Regions from separate parts of the Mus musculus genome. Here all the other regions are linked to region 1. The links are chromatin contacts, called in public HiChIP or PLAC-seq maps. All regions are on one chromosome and are shown on one strand. The core of a region is the stretch at or near the end of the contact, and the rest is flanking DNA. Distances in the headings are between cores, read along the strand shown. Region 1 holds the start of Gkn1 (gastrokine 1). Region 2 overlaps Antxr1 (anthrax toxin receptor 1). Region 3 overlaps Antxr1 (anthrax toxin receptor 1).

Region 1 (4,153 bases), core at 1,241-3,740:
AGTGTAGTAGGAGGGTGTGTGTATGTGTGTATGGGGGAGTGTTTTGCTGACAAACTTTTAAAGGCTGTCATACCTTGGTCTACCTCCATCCGCAGTGTTTCCAGGAGGCAGGGAAGACAGGCTTTGCTTTTTAAACTACATTTAAATAGGAAAGTAGTAATTGGCAGGTGGTGCCAAGTGTTGCTTTGCATCGCCTTCTCTTACAACTAATAGCATTCATACTTCACTCATTCTCCATAAGATGTTGGGCCTTTTCCATCACAGAGGCATTCGTATTTCATTCAGCCTCCATAAAACATTGGACCTTTAACATCATGGAGACTCTCTGCAGGGAAGACCAAAGGATGCTGTGTTTGTCTTTGTACATAGTTTTTATCCTTACTATTGATCCCTTTGAATTTCGACCTATTGTGTAATACTTATTAGCAATAATTATATGCAAAAAAGTAAAATTGTTTTGAGTGGAATGGGCACTTTTACTAGTAGCTTTTAATGTTCATGAACAGCTAGAATTCACCTCAGAAATTTTAATGGGTGGTGGCTACACCATATCTTTACCCTGTGTGTCCATTACATACGTTTTCATAGTCCCAGAGGCTATTCCAGGAGTCCCAGCCGTTATTGTTGTCGATATTGGCCACGTTGTGCACACCATTGATGCTCACCGACTGCTGTCCACTTCCGTCTACATTGCCATCATTACCATTGATGTTGACCGTCTAATGTTCATAAGAAGCAGAGGGTGACTTAAGATCACATTTCACTGTAAATGCAGTTTTGACAATGAACTTCAGAAAAATGAGACTTACGTAAGCAAAACCAGGAGCTGCAAGGAGGCCAAGCAGACCCACGACGAACATCTGAAAGCACAGAGAACAGGACTGGTGGTCGCATGGTTTACAGCATCTTCACCAAGCTCATCAGAAATAGTTACTGATTTTACCCATGTGCTAAACCATCTGTGCTTTCTTCTTCCACCTTTTTTTTAAACTACAGAAAAACTTACTGGTAACATAGAATTGCTGAGTTACTGTAATGATATTCATATGTAGTCTTAGAATTTTGACACTGAATTTCAGACACTGAAAACTGATGAAGAAAACATAAAATTAGTGCATGGCACAGTGTAATGAAAGCCCTGAAAAGGTTTTTTTCCTTAGTCTGGAACGTGTTCTTCCTAGCAGAAGGAATCCTGTTTTTATTGTCTTAGTAGGTTAAGCATTTCTACTATATTTATTTTCAATGCAAGAGAGTTAAAATCGGTCTCTTAAAAAGCCAGATGTGAGCCAGACATGGTGGCGCACGCCTTTAATCCCAGCGCTCAGGAGGCAGAAGCAGGCGGATTTCTGAGTTCGAGGCCAGCCTGGTCTACAAAGTGAGTTCCAGGACAGCCAGGGCTACACAGAGAAACCCTGTCTTGAAAAACAAAACAAAACAACCCAAAAAGCCAAATGTGGAGGGAGTTTTTGAGCATGATGTTATCTCCTGTAAATGAGGCAGCTAAAGGACTGTAAAGGACCCTAGACCAGTAGTTCTCCACCTGTGGGTTGTGACCCCTTTAAAGGTCAAACAACCGTTTCTTAGGTTATCTGGTATCTTGCATATCAGATATTTACATTACAACTCATAATGGTAGCAAAATTACAGTTATGCAGTAGCAATGAAAGTAATTTTATGGCTGGGAGTCACGACAACGTGAGGAACTGTATTAAAGGGTCACAGCATTAGGAAGGTCGAGAATCACTCCTCTAGACAGAACTAGAAGAGAAACGCAGCCCTCTGGCCTGTGCTTGGAGTTCCCCACCCAACCTGTTCTGAGGTGGACGCTTCTTGGTCATAGTTTACATTTCCAATTCCATAAATTCATATGATTCATAAAGCAGCGCCAATAGAGTATGCTGAAATTGAATATGTGCACTCTGTTTGAGCCTCTGTATCCTAGGACTTCAGTGGGGAAACTGAGATAGCTTCATCCCCAGAGACTTTCTCCAAGAAATGCTTGCACAGGGCCCAAGGACCGTTGTTTTCATGTTAACAGCCAAGAGTGTTGAAGACTAGTTTTGACAACAGTGATCTTCCAGTCTGACCGGAACATGCCCAGAACTGGTAAAAGTGGAAATCATGGATAAGAAAGGAGAAATCAGAAATAAGAAAGAGATCAAGGCTAAGAAAGACTCTTTCTGGAGCCCAGAGACTGCTCGTCTTAAGTAGAACCTTGGAACAGATGGTGTGAAAGACAATTCTACAGTATTCAGCCTGTGACAGGCTCTTCCGGGGCAATTCTTCTTCTCTATGGACATGCTTGTAAACACCATGATTCCATGAAAAGGAAGGAGAATATTTCCACTATGGTAACAGTGCCGTAAGAGTCAGACCCCCTCACCCCTGACTATTAATGTTGTATGGTGCTGCATTGAAAAGGAAGATCTGACTTACTGTGAGCTTCATGGCGGCAGGAGTGTGGTGGAGCAGAGGATCAGGCGGCGTGCTCACAGACATTCAGCCCTCTGCTATTTGTACCTGACCAGCTTTGCTCAAGCTAGGTGTGCTCAGGTGGAGTCCACGGCTTATCTGCTTCCCTCTCCTGTATCTGTGGAGCTGCAGAGGCCCGGAAGCCTTTAGCTGCCTGCTCAGTAGGGCCCTTAGGCAGGAGGCCTCTGACTCATCCTCTGACGAAGGTATCTCAGTAAACTCTACACGGTTTGTGATAAGTTCTGGAATATGGAAGCCATGGGTGTGGGTATTTTACGTATTGCTGCTGCTCAGATTCAGGAGAAGAGTAATCCCTAAACCAAACATGGCCTTAGATGAGATCTGTGTGTACACCTGCCCTTCCTGGTACTGGCTCCTATGGGAATGCGGGAATGGTTTCTTCTCCTTCCCTTTACCCAGTCCTATTGTAAGCTTTCTCCAGCTCCTTCCACCCTTATTTCCCCCTCTCTATGCTTCTTGACCATGCTCAAGTCATACTGAAAACTTTTTAACAAAACCAGTGGTTGGGGGATGATGTTCTTAGCTGTGAAAGGAACTCCAAGGAAGGAAACTGGCCCTTGCACCCTGGCCAGATGTTTCCTTGAGGAATTGTCTGGCCTCGAAGCCAGTGCAGCTTTCCAGCCATGTCACTAGCAGCTGGCACCAAAGCCATCTCCCATCATTCATTCCTGGGTTTCTCAGTGGGTTAGAGCTCTGGGGGCTGTTGGCAGCACCATCTTGCCATCTACATATCTAGCAACTAAACCTTGCCCTTACATCTCACCAACAGCTCTCCACTCCAGCCTTGGTCAAGGCACTTCCTGATGGACTTTTACCAGAGTTGTAGGACCAAGCCTGCCTTATCCCAGGACTCAGATATTTCAATGAATGTCCTCCATTTTTCCCAGGGTTCTCCCCTAGAATATGGAAAATAAGTAAACATTAATTTCCGGAGCGTAGAAACATTCACTGGCAGTCCATGAGAAAAATCTCAAGCTCATTGGAATGGCATCTTGGGATCCTAAAGGGGTTTCCTGTTTCCCCAGCTACCAGCGTCTGAGATGCCCGGCACCTGCCTTCCAGCCACACCAATTTTCCCACACTCTGATTCCATTCAAGGCATCCCATGGGAACTCAGCCTTTCATGCCCCGCTCTTCTCCTGGACTGTTAGTTGGCAATGTTTTTGGTTTTCTTTTTTTAAGTTCCTCACTGCTTCGGACACCAGACCTTCTTCACTTTCTACGTGGAAACTTCTTTCACTGCCTCTGGGCCCTATCAAGGAACTCTGTCTTCTTATTTGCCTCTAGAACAACAGTTCTCAACCCTCCTGAATGCTGCGACCCTCTAACATAGTGGTGACCACAACCATAACGTTATTTTGTTCCTACTTCCTAACTAATTTTGCTACTGTTATGAATCATAATGTAAATAGCTAAGATGCAGGATATCTGATATGTGACCCCTGTGAAAGGGTCGTTCAACCCCCCCAAAGGGCTCATGGCCCACAGGATGAGAACCACTGCTCTAGATAATGAAAACTTTCAAATATTATATTAAAATAAGGGAAGACTTCTCCTAGGAGAGGAAGCAGAGACTGTCACTTGGCAAAATAAGTAAACGTTTAAAATAGTTTTGAAGGAGAACTGACTGACACTTATTATTTTTTAACCTGTTCTCTTC
Region 2 (3,801 bases), core at 258-2,757, 130 kb before region 1:
TCATCAATGGGAAGAGTTGTCCTTGGTCCTGTGAAGACTCTATGTCCCAGTGTAGGGGAATGCCAGAGCCAGGAAGCAGGAGTGGGTGGGTTGGTGAGTAGGGGGAGGGGGGAGGGGATAGGGGGCTTTCAGAGGGGAAACTAGGAAAGGGGATAACATTTGAAATGTAAATAAAGAAAATATCTAATAAAAAATGTAAAAAAAACTTAAGATACTACAAAAAGAGAGGTAATATAGTTTTTACAGGAAATGAAGGTTTTCTAATCATTCCTAAAAACAAAACAAAACAAAACAAGAGTAAGGGGCAGAAAGAGTGTCTTTGATGCTTACTAACAATCTCACCAATAGCTTTTGATTGTTTTGAGATAGGATTTCATGTATCTCAGGCTGGCTTTGAACTCACTATTGGACTGAGGCTGGTCTTGAAATCCCAATCCTTTTATCCTCTCTCCCTCACCCCCCTGCTCCCAAGTGCTAGAGTGGCAGGATTACAGGTGTCTGCCCACACTGGCATTTTCACTGACAGTTCATTTATAGGTACTGAGATGTTAAAGAACCGTCACTGGCAGGCCAGTTTACTTCTTTTAAAAAAATCCGTATCTCTTTCCTTTAAAAAGTTTTCATAATGAGAAATATCCCAAGTGGCTTCTTTAGAATATTCATGGGGGTCTCCTCTCAGACGTCCGAGTGTGAGCATAGGGAAGCTTGTGCAGTGAGTGATCTGTGGGATCCACAAGTGGGCTCAGGAGGAGGGAGGCTTGCAACCCAGCGGTATGCCACCGTGCTCCTTAGGGAAGAGCATGCACAGGTCTCTATCAGGCTCTCAGCGCTGTCCTTCTCCCACATCTACACAAGAGGGAGGCTGGGTGACCTGTCCAGGGCGACCCCACAAGTTAGTGGCAGAGCCAGGATATGAGTCACTCCTACTTTGAGAGCTCAATAAGGCTCTGGACGAGGTTTAAAGGCGACTCTCATTCCCTGGAACTCTCTGGAATGTCTTTGACCAAAAAGCCAGGGAACTAAACACCCTTGACTCCAGCCAAAAAGCCAAGGTTTGGGAATGTGGGATTGCCCCTCAAGGGAGCCAGGCCTCAGGCTCAGGTGCAGGGCTGGGCAGTCAGAGTGTGGGGTAGGGGAAAGTGAGGGTCCTCCATAGACAAGGCCATGGTAGGAGGGACCGTTGGGCTAAGGCATGCATACAGAAGTCTGGAACAGAGCATGCAGTTAGTGGTGTCGGCAAGAAATCACATGCTAGTTAGGGGCCAGTCTTGTGTCCTGTCTGTCTCTGTATTCTAGGCAACTGAGAGAGGGAAGAAAGCTGCTGCCTCCGTATCAACCAATGAGAGAAGGAGCACTGGACGGGAGTGAGAGGAGAGGACCAAGCCATCCCATACAAGTGATCACTTCAGACTGAGCTGGAATTTTCCTCTGTTTCCCCATAGCAACCAGCACGGTGAACATTTCAGGTCGTAAACCTGTCTGCACTTGGAGTAATAAGTGGTTTGGTCACCAAGAGGCTTATAAAACTGCAGCCTTCCATAAAGGCTGAGACACTATGCAGCACAGCTCTACATTCCTGTGGGAGATGGGGCAGTTTCTGTGGGCAGCAAGGGTGAAGGACTGGCTCATGGTGGCAGGGGGGTAGGGGTGGGGAGGGCGGACAACTCCTAAGGAAGACACCAGGGATGGAGAGTGATGGCCGGCTCTGCGGCAGCCCCTTAGGAGTCAAAAGTCCCCGTCGATGTAGTGAGGGGGATAAGCAAGGAGCCCTCCCCAAGGGCTGCTTAAAAATGGTCTCGTCCCTTAGAGAAAGCTGCTACCTAGGGCCCATGTGCTTCCTGAAGTTATCAATGTCACATCTGTAAATGTCGCTGTCAAATATAGAAGTCTGAACTCTGTTTTCTAGAAACTTAGAGCAAGAACTGTCACGCCCTGCAAGTGTCTATTGTGTCTGTACTCTGTGTTTAGTGGGCAGCTCAGGGACACAGGACCAACTAGACCGGCTCAAAGTGTTCAGTCTGTGGTGGGGAATCTAAACAGAGCAGGAGGCATGGGTTACTCCATGGCTGCATACCCAGCAAGGAACAAAACACATTTCTCCTAAAGATCTTACTTATATGCTGATGGAAAGAAGATGATAACAATGATAAGAACATTAACTACTAATATAGCTAATGTTTACTGGACACTTATGTACAGGGATTATCTTTATTCTTTCTGTGTTCTAGGCTAGCACATTTCATTCCTATTGATAATTTAATGAACTCTAAACCCTATTTTCTTATTTCTCCCACCTTATAGCTAAATATGATCTAAGAAGATCCAGAGAAACTGGGAAGTCTTACAGAGAAGGCTACGGTTCTTGTTTGCTTTTGTTGTTGTTGTTGTTTTGTTTTGTTTTTACACACAGTCTCAGAGTTTCTCTGTAGCTCAGGCTGGCCTAGGCTTCTGATCTCTGCACCTCAGCCTCATGAGTGCTAGAGAAGCCAGAGTTCAGATGAGGGCAACCTGGCCCCCACGTAAAAGCAGCAGGCTCTAGCACTTAGCAAGCTAACCTGGGCTGGAGAACAGGGCCACGGAACCAGCACTTCACACTAGAGGTGACTCTTGGGTAGGCAGTGTCCTGACTGGTTTTGTGTGTCAACTTGACACAAGCTAGAGTCAACTGAGAGAAAGGAGCCTCAGTTGAGGAAATGCCTTCATGAGATCTGGCTGTAGGCATTTTTTCAATTAGTGATCAACAGGGGAGGGCCCAACCCATGGTGGGTGGTGCCATCCCTGGGCTGGTGGTCTTGGGTTCTATAAGAAAGCAGACTAAGTAAGCCATAGGGAACAAGCCAGTAAGCAGCACTCCTCCATGGCTCCTGCCTCCAGGTTCCTGCCCTGTTTGAGTTCCTGTCCTGGCTTCCTTTAATGATGAACAATGCTGTGGACATCTAAGCTGAATAAACCCTTTCCTCCCCAACTTGCCTGTTTCATCGCAGCAGTAGAAACCCTAACCTGCAGGGGCAAGGAGAGATGGGGTCTCCTACTCAGAGGCAAGCACAAAGTTTGACTTGTGAAGGTGCGAGTGGGATCCACATAGGGGAAACTCAGCGTGTGTGGAGTCGAGTGGAAGGCAGCTGAATTGCCTGTGAGAGGCACTCAGGGCAAATGAAGGACTGTGGCTTCTGTCCACACAGAACACAGGAGAACTCTGGGTAGCTTTAACTTGGAGTTTCTGTGACCTTGTGGTCAAATTTGTTTCCTGGGAAATTGACATTGTATATACTGTAGAGTCACAGGGCATAGGGAGAAGTTTAGGGATCAGAGACAAAAGGGCAGGCTATGGGTCCCAGTCTGTCAGGTTCTTTATGGGTAACACTGGACAAGCTCACTCCCAAACGCTTGCCTTTTCATGAAAGCGCTTAGTGTTCATCTTACTAACCATGGCCCTCCAGTGCCTTGTGCTTTCTAGATTTGCCACAGGTCTGGGGCTCGGCGCTTCAGGCACAGAACAAGCTCAGTTGCTCTAAACCATTCATTCATTCCTTCTCCATCTTCATCAAGTTCCTAGAGGAAGATCATCCTATTTCCACTCTTCCCCAGGGTTCCGTCTATAGTCAAGAGTTATCTGGAATGCTTCAGAATATACACCAGACTGTGGCCTGCACTATAGAAGGTGCCCTGCTGGTGTCCCATGCCTTGCTCTGGGGCAGTCTGCTTTGGCTCCTTTGAATCTGACCTCTAACAGCCCTCAGTGATCTTGATTCACTCTTGGCCCATTCTGTTTTACACGACATCTTCTCTTCAGGGAGGAGG
Region 3 (3,745 bases), core at 740-3,239, 170 kb before region 1:
CTCCTTCCCAAGCCAAAATTACATTCTTCTTCCTCACACACAAGCTGTGCTCTGGACCCTGCCATTCCCTCAGAATGGATCTTCCTTAGAGCCACACAGGACATCTTGATGGTCAAGCACCTCCATATTCTGAGATGCACTGGGCTCTCCCTTCAGGGAGTCTTCCCCTTGGCCTTGCCTCTTAGGGTTGGTCCGTCTCCTCCTCCCTCTCTGCTTCTTTGCCCCTTCCCCTCTGCCTGTGCTTGATTTGGGCACAGAGCTACATTGGCCTCATCTGTGTAGCGCCTGGCCCGACTCCCCATGTAGTCTTAAGATTCACGCATCTGGCTTCATCTTGGGCCTCTCTTGACAGCCAGATCCAGGCATGGCGTGACCTCTTTAGGTCCAGACCAGGGCATGGCATAACCTTCCAGTTTTTAATTATGGTGTTGACATAACAGGAGCTAAGAGCAAGCATGGTAAACCAAAATGAGCTCTCTTTTACCCACATGTACCCTTCCTCACACTCTGTTCATAGAGGTGTAAGCCACACACCAGAGGGTCACCCTCTCTCCATGCTGCGTCATGTCCAGCTTCAGCCATGTTTTGGGAGTGGTCTTAGGTCCCAGCTCACCTGACATTTCTTTCCATTCCACTATTTCCAAAGCCCTGGCTCTTGTCTCCTGTCACTTAGTCTTAGAAGTAAGAGCCATTCCTATGTATGGATACATAATGGCTAAGAAAATAAATCTCAGGCCGTCTTACCAGCAGTGTGCACTCAAGCAAATCCTCTATCCCTTGGTGCCTGGTTTTCTGGTTGTAAGTGGTGTGTGTGTGTGTGTGTGTAGGGTGTGTAAGTGAGGTGGTAGTATGTGCGAGTGTGTGTTGGGGTGTGTGTGTATTGGGGTGTGTGTATGGGTGGTTGTGTTTGTGTGTATATTTGTTGGGGTATGTGTGTGTGTAGGGTGTATAAGTGAGGTGGTAGTATGTGCGAGTGTGTGTTGGGGTGTGTGTATGGGTGGTTGTGTTTGTGTGTATATTTGTTGGGGTGTGTGTGTGTGTAGGGTGTATAAGTATGTACAAGTGTGTGTTGGTGTGTGTGTGTGTGTTGGTGTGTATGGGTGGTTGTGTTTGTGTGTATATTTGTTGGGGTATGTGTGTGCGTGTGTGTGTGTGTGTATTGGGGGAATTCTACTTTTCAAGGTTGTTCTTGGAACCCAACCTGACCTGTGTGAAGTGCTTTGCCCAGGTGAGCTGCTGTCTCTAGCTTTTCTGGACAAGGCAAGACCACCTTACTCCATTTTCTCTGCAGCGTCCTGAATTCTGACTGTCTCTCAGGTGAGCCCTCCATTTGTGGCACAAGCAATGTGGGTAACTGCCTTTGCCTCCTCCTGAGCCTGCATCAGGCAGCTTCCAAGGTGGGAGTTGAAGGAAGCATTAGGGAAGAGAGTGGTCACAACTGGCTAAGGACAAACGTTAGCTCCGGGGCCAGTGGAATGACTCAGCTGGCCATGCAAACTGGTGACTTGAGTTTGAGCCCGAGAACCGACAAAAAGGAGGAGGGAGAGAATCGGCCACAGAGCTGTCCTGACCTCCACACATAAGCTGTAGCATGTGTCCCTCTCCCTATTGTGCTTGCCCTCACACTCAATAATATATTTTAACAGTTAAGTGAAAACCAAAGCCAAAACCCTTTACGGTCAGCTAAGTTCCTAACAAATCTTCTCAGAGCCCAGAAACCTGTCACTTAAAGCTTTCCTCTTGTTCCCTAAGGCCGTGTGTGTGTGTGTGTGTGTGTGTGTGTGTGTGTGTGTGTGTGTGTGCAGGGGCACTGTCCCTGTCACATTAGGGTATCCATCAGGCACAGCCCGCATACAACATGTACTTTAGACTCTGGTCTTCCTTCATTCCCCAGGCAAAATGCCAGCTGCTTCTGTGAAGCTATGACGAAGATTCCACCACAAACCCCAGCGTCCCAGCCAGGGTGTGTTAGCTGGCATTTAAAAATAGCTTCTTCCATATGAAGTTGACACAGCTTGACTATAAAATGGGAGATTTACCAGCGCCAGGCTCCCACACCGTACCTCTCTCTGCTTCAGGCCATAACTTAAGTGCACGGAGAGAGGTGAAGGTTTATGCGGCTTCACCTGTATAATGGTGAGGCCTAGCGGATCGCCACACAAAGCACCCTCGAGCACGGCTGTGTCTCTTTTCCCATTTGGGGGCTCTTTGGGACTATCTATCCTAGCTCGTGGATTCAGCTCTGAGATGGAAACTTGAAGATAGCTCCATTTATAGCACTGTTCTGGACAGAAAGCTGGAAATCCATGGTAGTTTAATCCACAACCCCGTTGCTCACAGTCTGCCATTTGCAGGGAGCAGCCTGTCTATATTTCAAGCCAGGTCCTGGCTTGGCCCTTTAGCTGCCATTTCTCTCACTCCCTGACATGTGCAGAAGCTACTGGGAAAAGGGATGGGTAATTTCTCCGAAGTCTGCAATCAGTCCTAGTTTTAATCCAGCTGGTGGCCATGTATTTGGGCATGACTTAACTTGTCTGCAATGGCCAGTTCTGTTTAATGAGAAGCATGGGGTGCTGTAAATCGGGGAAGCAAAAACCAAGCAGAGGAAAACGAAACTAAATACCAGGGGAAATTCCCCCATCATGAGCCTGGAGCGAGGATGGGGGGGAGTGTGGTTGTTGCGGTCAGTGTCCTAATATAGCATGGGGTACGATGGATGCAGGGACAGGAGGAGGAGCCCACTGTAATCCTTTCCCCTCAGCTCCTGCTGGACTGCTTATCAAGCGCGCCCACCTGCTTCTCAGCTCTCGGGAAAGAAGGAAGGTGGTGGGTACCCATTGCACTATGTATCTGATTCCAGCCACTTTTGCTGGAGAGCTCGACATGGTCCCGGGTTCTGCTGACTGTTTAGGTGTGGGGTTCTCCCTGTTCACAGTGGGACGGGAAGGTGGACACAGCACAGACTGACCATTTTCAGGAGCCGCCTGTCCTCACCGACTGTCTGCACTTCTTTGCATACTGTCTCTGTACCACTAGCTTCCCATGGATCATGGGGAACTAGGACCTGAGAGTGAGGTGAGGGTGAATGGTGGCATTTGTCCTTTCTGTCCCCTTTCAACTTCCCTGGCTCCCTGTGGTGACTGTATTCCTAATCAGGCGGCCTCACCCAGGGGCCTCTCAGCCTAGCTCACCATTTGTTAATCTTATCATTTGTAGTGTCCCTCCTGAGTTAGTGCAGAACTGTGACAGACACCAAGAGAGGGTGCTGTGGGGGACTTAGGTCTACATACACCTTTTAGAAGGGGCCAAAGAACAAAGACTAGAGGCCTCTGTAGGAGGCAAAACTAAGGAGGGTATGTAAAAACATATATAACCAGTTAAGAATGTCAAAGCCACAGTCTCTGCGAACTCATATGTGTGCCAGACACAACAGGGCTGATAGCCATGAACTCACAGAACTTGTGACAGCATACCAGGACCTGCACAAGTCTAAGGCAGATAACATCCCATCATGGAGAAGGGGCAGTGGGCTAAGTCCCTAAACAAGGGGCTATTTGTAACTGATACATGTCGGGAGAGGGGAAGCCAGAAAATGTCTCCAATGGAGTACCTCAGGATCTGTCAGTCACACTCCAAGGCAGGCCAAGGTCCAGGAGTAGTTAGCCAGCACAAAACACACTGCACGATTATTGGTGTGTTTTTGTTTTGTTTGGGTAATTTTTTTGTCTTGTTGTTTGTTCTTATT

The links. HiChIP or PLAC-seq counts read pairs in DNA pulled down with a chosen protein or histone mark.
Region 2: a contact with region 1 is called in a FOXA1 HiChIP or PLAC-seq map of pancreatic cancer cells. The contact joins the enhancer-like site here to the promoter of Gkn1 in region 1. A contact is called at or near these places in 7 of 39 promoter capture datasets (HPC-7-derived erythroid cells, embryonic stem cells, liver and 2 more), 2 of 115 datasets of contacts at active chromatin or transcription factors (embryonic stem cells and pancreatic cancer cells) and 1 of 9 other capture datasets (adipose tissue).
Region 3: an HNF4G HiChIP or PLAC-seq map of pancreatic cancer cells shows a contact between it and region 1. The contact joins the enhancer-like site here to the promoter of Gkn1 in region 1. A contact is called at or near these places in 6 of 39 promoter capture datasets (3T3-L1-derived adipocytes, the HPC-7 cell line, HPC-7-derived erythroid cells and 3 more), 1 of 115 datasets of contacts at active chromatin or transcription factors (pancreatic cancer cells) and 2 of 9 other capture datasets (embryonic stem cells and liver).

The regions. Positions count from the first base shown.
Region 1 is chr6:87,348,425-87,352,577 of GRCm38.p6, forward strand. It overlaps Gkn1 (gastrokine 1), which reads right to left and starts at 2,491. Exons shown (of 6, transcript NM_025466.1): 1 at 2,437-2,491; 2 at 810-860; 3 at 579-719. The coding sequence starts at 2,448.
Region 2 is chr6:87,218,319-87,222,119 of GRCm38.p6, forward strand. The region is part of intron 12 of Antxr1 (anthrax toxin receptor 1); the gene reads right to left. Among named protein-coding and RNA genes, the nearest start is that of Gm38851, 2.9 kb to the right of the region's middle. Within about 2 kb of position 1,508, at least 57 of the 459 cell types and tissues checked have an H3K27ac peak or open chromatin away from gene starts, as enhancers often do. A contact at or near this core is called in pancreatic cancer cells, where this site is marked.
Region 3 is chr6:87,181,437-87,185,181 of GRCm38.p6, forward strand. The region is part of intron 16 of Antxr1 (anthrax toxin receptor 1); the gene reads right to left. Among named protein-coding and RNA genes, the nearest start is that of Gm38851, 40 kb to the right of the region's middle. Within about 2 kb of position 1,990, at least 109 of the 459 cell types and tissues checked have an H3K27ac peak or open chromatin away from gene starts, as enhancers often do. A contact at or near this core is called in pancreatic cancer cells, where this site is marked.